2 separate regions of the Anser cygnoides genome follow, and region 1 is linked to region 2. Evidence: chromatin contacts called from public Hi-C data. All regions are on one chromosome and are shown on one strand. The core of a region is the stretch at or near the end of the contact, and the rest is flanking DNA. Distances in the headings are between cores, read along the strand shown. Region 1 overlaps FAM13A (family with sequence similarity 13 member A). Region 2 holds the start of LOC106046070 (probable E3 ubiquitin-protein ligase HERC3).

Region 1 (3,284 bases), core at 372-2,871, 69 kb before region 2:
CTAATGAGGCTGGAGAGCTTGTAAACACCGCTTACACTCACACACTCCCTCACTCTCCTGCATGACTCCTCTGAGAAAGGCGGCAATGGTAAAAGCAGCCAACTCACCTTGTATTGGAACAACATTTCTGTTTGAATGAAAAACGAGGACTCAGCTAAGCCTACCTGCCTAACTTGTAGACTTACCAGCAGAAGAACAACACAAGAGAGAGGCAGTTTGAGAAACCCGTTATTACGGATATTGTTTGTCCTTCCCCAAGCCTTAACACAGAGGAGTCTGAAGCTTCTTTAAGAAGACGCTGCTTAGAAACAAAATTTAAGACAAAAGAAAAACATGCCAACCCCCAAACCACCCTACTCTCCGTGAGATATACTGGTGCAAAAAGACAGAGCATGTACCGCAACTAATACACTGTCCTGTGGGTCACAAATGACACCCCAGCCCAGTACCATCTGCCAAGGACCAGAGGGCAGGGGGGATATATCCATTCAAAGCAAGCAAGAACCAGCTTGCATTTAAAAAGGGAAGAAAAAAAAAAAGGGTGGGGGAAATCACAGCTTTTCAAAAAGGAGATCACTATTTCATCCTGAATTTCCACCATAGCCTCAATGCAAGGAACACCAAAGGTTTAAACTGAACAAAAAGGGGGGGGGGGGGGGGGGGGGGGGGGCAATAAAAGCAAACTACGAGTATTTGCTGCGAGGGCAGTGCTGTGAAGTTGGAGGGGAAACAACGAAAAAGCCCACCAAACTCATTTTGTTCAGTAGATCAGAAAACTCAAAGCTAAAGTCTCTCCCTGCTAAACCCCACAAAATACTGGCAGCATCAGGCTGAGACTGCATCATCTGCATCTATGATTCTTACTATTATTTTTCCCCCAAAATGCTCTGATCCCTTCCTTTATAAAAATAAAGCCAAGCCCATTGCTTTCTTCCTCTGTACCCAAGTGCCTGTGCCTCTCCCACACACGTCAAGCCAAGCTGAAGCCCTCATAGTGATCGATGGCTTGCACCAGCCGGGCGCTGAGAATCTCCTTGCTGCTGTACTTGGGCAAGTCCAGGAGATTGTAGCAGGTGTGCGCCACGGGCAGGTACTGCTCCCCGCTGGCTGTGGACTGGATGACGATGCGAAGGCTTGACATGCCGTAGATGGGAATGCGGTCGCTGCCTGTCAGGAACACTAGGAGAAGCAGAGAGAAGGCAGGCTGGTTAGGACAGGCACCCTCACACTTGTACGGCTGTGATACGATGCCCCTTGTGCCTTCTCATCTCCATGCTGAACTCTTCTAGCTCTCTCAGCTTTTATTTCCAAAGCTTTTTCCTGGAAGCATGTGCCAATACATAAGAAATCTGCAGTCAGTGGAGCTGCACCAGCAAAGAATTTGGCCACATGTTGCTGGGTTTGCTGGAAGCAATGCTCTAAAGAAAGACAGCAACTGCTTCAGGTCTGGCCAAGTAAGGGGATGGTGACTGCCAGCTCAGCAAAACTGCCACACGGAGATTTAATACTTCTTGGAGCTAGATTCTTTTAGGACACTTAAATCTGAATAATCCTTCAATAAAACAGCGCTTTCCTCAGCATGCCTCCATCTCTGTGCTTGACACCAACTGTTTCCAAACAGATACACATTAGTGGGTACAAGATCAGGAAACAAAACCAGTCCAAAAATAAAGATTGGCTCTTTTCAGTGCTTTCCCAGGTTGCCCTTGGGACACAATATTCCCTCAACATGATGCCCCAAGGGAGCAACAGTTGCCAGCTGCAGCAACAAACTCTGAACCACCTGCCCTTAAAACCACGTATTTCTCCTCCTCTTCCCTTTTATTGCCAAACAAAGTGACATCTACCCCCCAGTGACATTGATTCGTCAATTTCAGATGACAGCCTGCACCACTGCAAAATACTTACAGAGAAATTTCTTCTTCTTTTCCAAGGGAAATGCATGAAACGTTTCCCAAAACATCCTCACGGTTGGGTGTGTCGCAGTGTAGTCTCCCTTATAGACGGCACTCTATTAGAAAAACAAAAAGTCACATAATTTCATCTAGCACTAGAACGCAAGGACTAAGTAGGAACACGACCTGATCTCTTCTAGTATCTCAGACTGACGTCTGACAGCTAAGAAATGGAGTGCAGGATGTGCCATAGGCAACAGCATGGCTCAAAGACACAGGAAAGTGTTCTTGCTACAGGTGAAAGGCCAGTATTTAGGCTTCTAGGTATTCAGCTAATTAGAGGTGTAACGAGGAACCCTGGTGTACCTGATCACGGGCTGGACTCGCGGACAGGATCATGTGTTCTGCACTGTGAGGCCATTTCTACTGCTAAGGCTGAGACAAAACAAATATTTGCTGATCTGCACGTGTTTTGAGAGGATACAACTCTTGCGTTCTGTCCAGACTTCCCTTTGAACACTTGGCTGTGTACTTTTTGCCCTTGTTAGTTCTATTGTAAATGAAGATTCTGATTTTGTCTCTTTCTTTCAATCTTAGGCTTCATCCCTACGAAAAAAAGATAGAAGTCCTCCTCCCCTCTTCTTTTTCATCCCCAATTTCCTCCACGAGCTTTATCAGTAGCAGGATAGTGAAGTAAGAGAGTAACTTTTCATGTGAATAATTGCAAGATGTACAAGAAACATATAAAAACATCCGTAGCTTACTACACCTCTTGACCCAACCTAGTGCCCACCTCTTGCAGCTGCCCAATCCTAGTACTCGTAAAAAAAAGAAGAAAAACATGACAAGAGGGAAGCTTTACCTCCTCCAGTTCCTCCCAGTTGTAGTTACTGTTTCCAACTATCATGGCCCTGAGCTCTGTGGGCTGGAAGAGTTCCAGGACCTTCCCACCACATACTTTCAGGAAACCAGTGGAAAAAGCTGTGTACCACTCATGGATGGAGAGGTTGAAGATGTAATTTACATAGGCTTCAACAAATTCTTCCCTAGGGCATTGAGAGAGAGCAGGTAAAGAAAAGCACTTTTATTCATACGCCTGAGTGGCAGCACTGCTAGTTTTGCTGCTTCTGCCTGTAACGTTTCTTGCAAATACGAGTCTTCAACAGGTTCACCCCACTGCCCGCCTCCCGCTGAGATGACTCACTGCAACATGGACAAAGTCACCAGGTGGCACGTACCACTACGTGTGCGCTTAACCAGTGCAGCGGAACCTGCCTCTCTGCTGAGGTTGAGTTACACAAGTAGCAGGATTCGGTTACCGGAGAACCACAACTGACCCAGCAATTGCAGCCCCATGTTTAGGATGTCCAGGAAATTATCTACAGCTCT
Region 2 (3,293 bases), core at 67-2,566:
CTGCTATGTCATTTGTAGATGCTGGTTACCCTCACAGATTAATCAGAAGGTGGCAAGGTTTATGTGGGCCTGGGTCTTTCACACACAGCTTTCCTAAGCCACATGTAGTTTGCATGTCATTTGCAAACTGGTAAATCTACTTATCCTTACTAAGTTTTGAGAGGAACCTGTACCGTCAGTATCTCAAACAGCTCAGATCTTAGTGTTACCCTCAAAATCAGAACATTTCTTGCTGGTTAAAAAAGAAGAGAAAGTTTTGAGTTTTAGGAATGCAAGTGTTCTTGTTTCCTTTTTACAGTAAGAGCATGCCTGAGTTTCTTGAATGTTACCTTTAGGAAAAGGAGGACGTTCTCTGACCATTGCAATACATACCTTCACCCTGCAAAAGCTTCTTACCTTGGCTTAAAGCAGTTATCCGAAGACGTAGCCCAGTGTTCGGAAAGCTTCCCATCACAGGAGAGAAGGAGCGTATGTGTTTCATCACAGTTTGAACATTTCACCCCCTCCTTTCTCTGCAACTGCACATCTTCTACAGAACAAATAAAGACAGACATGGCAGGAAGCAGGCACCTTAACCATCTCTGCTCCCTCCCCAGTATCTCTGTGTGCTACTGCTTTCACTGAGATTTTCTGCTCCTTGGGAAGAAGTGCAGCAAGCTTAGGCAATATTTTCTCAGGTCACTCAGAGCTTCAGTGTCCTGTGCACTACTTTGTTGTCCACCAGCCACTCTCCTGGCTGTCACTAGAAGACATTTCGCCATCTCTCAGATACAGGCTCTGAAAACAATCACTGACACGTCAGCAGAAGTACACTTACTTTTGCACGGCTGTGGAGAGTGTCCTGGGGAAAAAAGGCTCTTGCTGAGTTATCTGACTGCCCTAGATTTGTCACACGCTTGGGCACAGGTTGTCTCGAAGTCAGATGTTTTACAAGACACTGGAGAAGCAGTAAAATTCACACCTTGGCTGCCCCACCGCCCACCTTTCTCACCTCCCCAGCTTAACCACAGCGTGCAGTCAGGCAGGGGCATCTCTCCCCATCACCCCCGTCTCCTCCCCAACCCCTGGCTCCCGGCGGGGTCCCCGACCCCCCCACCCCCGGTACGCCGCCGGTTCCCCCCCGCACCTCCCGCTGCCTTCGGCCGCTGCTGGGGGCTGCGCTTCTGCTCTCCGGCCCGCTGCCGCTGCCGCTGCCGCTGCTTTTTCCTTCCCCCGGCCATGCCGTGCCAGCAAGCAGCCTGCTACCGCTAGGCTGAGCCCGAGGCAGCTCCTTTATGCCTGCTCCCCGCCCCAGCCAGCCCCGGCCCGGCCGGGAAACGAAACCGAAAGCGAAACCCGGGAGCTCCAGCAGCTGGGGAGGTTCCCGGGATGCTGACGCTTGGAGGCGCTGAGCTGGGAAACGGGGATCTGTGCTCGAAAGGGTTTCCATTCTCACATATTCTCTCCTGCTGTCTGCTAAATCTCCCCCTGCCTCTAAAGGAGAACACGCGCAGGGCCACCTTGTACAATAAATGATACCCGTGTTAGGGATCAAATGCATGGAAAGACATAAGAGCATCTTCATTGTATTCCCAATACCTTTAACTGGTGAACTGAATGCTTAAAAAAAATCATTGCTGCTGAATGCTGAGCACAGACGGGGAGCATAGCAGGGGTAAGGCATGCTGTGAAAGTAGCACTAAGGACGTGATTTTACAGATTCTTACTGGCGTTGAGTGAAATGCTGCAGAAAAAAATAATTACTGAGACAACAGAAGTGTTTAATATGATACATTTAAATGAAGCAGAATGGAGTGAACAAAAAGGCACAGAGAGTCAATATGGTGAAAAATAACGACAGGGTGGAGACATAGGACATAGACCATTGACAGGACTGGGGCGATGCTGTCCAGGGCAGGGCCCAACCCAGGTCCTGCAGCACTCAGCATTAACCAGGGCAGTACTGTGAGGCTTGGGACACCAAAGCACGAACCGCAAAAGCACAGTGAAGTCCCTCTGCACCAAAAGATGAGATAATCTGTCCTCCAAAGACAGCAAAGGAGCTCCAGGCAGAGGCACACGAATGAAGAGACTTGAGGGGAGGAGAGGAAAAGGACAGTCACTAAAGCTCTTTCTTTCCTTTTGGAGCTACATCCACGAAGGTGAAAGTCACTCACGGTACACACCGCAGTTCCCCATCGTCCAAGTACACCTGGGTCCTTGAGCAAAAGCAGTCCCACAATTGGGCTTGCCTTCTCCCCACAGGGGAGCAAACAGCACGTGTCTTTCCCAGCCTGTTGCCTGCAACACTGCGGGGACCTCATCTCCTTCCATGATACATAGGAAGGTCTTTTGACAAAGAAATAGCAAGCTATGGCCTGTGAGGCCAAAGCATCTGCCGCAAAGGGACACTGGAGGTCCCTCTGCACCAAAGCATGAGCTAACGAGTCCTCCCAAAGGAAGAAAGTTGCTACAAGAAGAGGCACAGGAATCACAGAATCATAGAATCATTAAGTTTGGAAAAGACCTCTAATACCATCAGTTCCTACTCCCAAGTCTACCACTAAACCATGCTTCACAGTCCTTCTTTGGACATGCTCCAGCACCTCAATAGCTTTCTTGCAGTGAGGGGCCCAAAGCTGAACACAGAGTGAGGTGCAAGCAAGAGCCAGAGCTGAGTACAGGGGGACAATCACTTCCCTGGGCCTGCTGGCCACACTATTTCTGATACAAGCCAAGAAGCTGTTGGTCTTCCTGGCCATCCGCCCATAGTAGCCAGCGCACTGCTGTCTGATATTCAGCTGGCTACTGATCAACATCCCCAGGTCCTTTTCCGACAGGCAGCTTTCCAGCACTCTTCCCACAGCATTACGTGGGGGTGCTGTGCTCCCAGCGCAGGACCCGGCACTTGGCCTTGTTGAACCTCATACACTTGGCCTCGGCCCATCCATCCAGCCTATCCAGATCCCTTTGCAGAGCCTTCCTACGTAGCCTCAAGCAGATCGACATTCCCACAAAATAAAATCCTCTCACCGAGCATGTATAGTTTCCCAAGGGGAAGAAAGGTTTACCGGTGCTTTAGAATGGTATGACCCTATCTGACATCACCACAACGAAAGCTACATACTGAATAGTGAAGAAAGGTGTGAAGAAGAAAGCAATCACCAGTCTACCACCAAATTTAACCACTGTGCAACACATTAAAGTCACAAGACTTATATCAGGAAACAATGTGCCCCAGCAAGTTACATATTTTGAGTTTATGTCATAAATGGAGAAAGATAAGGAATGAAAACTTCTTCCATTTAATAAAG

What was found. A called contact is a pair of places that touch in the nucleus more often than the background predicts.
Region 1: a Hi-C map of liver shows a contact between it and region 2, with 2.5 times the contacts expected there. The contact joins the enhancer-like site here to the promoter of LOC106046070 in region 2. A contact is called at or near these places in 2 of 7 Hi-C or Micro-C datasets (both in liver).

Annotation. Positions count from the first base shown.
Region 1 is chr4:68,885,053-68,888,336 of Taihu_goose_T2T_genome, reverse strand. FAM13A (family with sequence similarity 13 member A) reads left to right here. Exons shown (of 21, transcript XM_048052161.2): 21 at 1-664. LOC106046091 (probable E3 ubiquitin-protein ligase HERC3) reads right to left here. Exons shown (of 25, transcript XM_066996351.1): 23 at 2,758-2,941; 24 at 1,909-2,011; 25 at 1-1,179. The coding sequence ends at 971. Among named protein-coding and RNA genes, the nearest start is that of MBOAT4, 84 kb to the right of the region's middle. Within about 2 kb of position 1,621, at least 2 of the 3 cell types and tissues checked have open chromatin away from gene starts, as enhancers often do. A contact at or near this core is called in liver, where this site is marked.
Region 2 is chr4:68,815,288-68,818,580 of Taihu_goose_T2T_genome, reverse strand. It overlaps LOC106046070 (probable E3 ubiquitin-protein ligase HERC3), which reads right to left and starts at 1,316. Exons shown (of 23, transcript XM_048052142.2): 1 at 1,127-1,316; 2 at 397-529. The coding sequence starts at 1,220. It overlaps LOC136790750, which reads left to right and starts at 3,001. Exons shown (of 2, transcript XM_066996355.1): 1 at 3,001-3,293.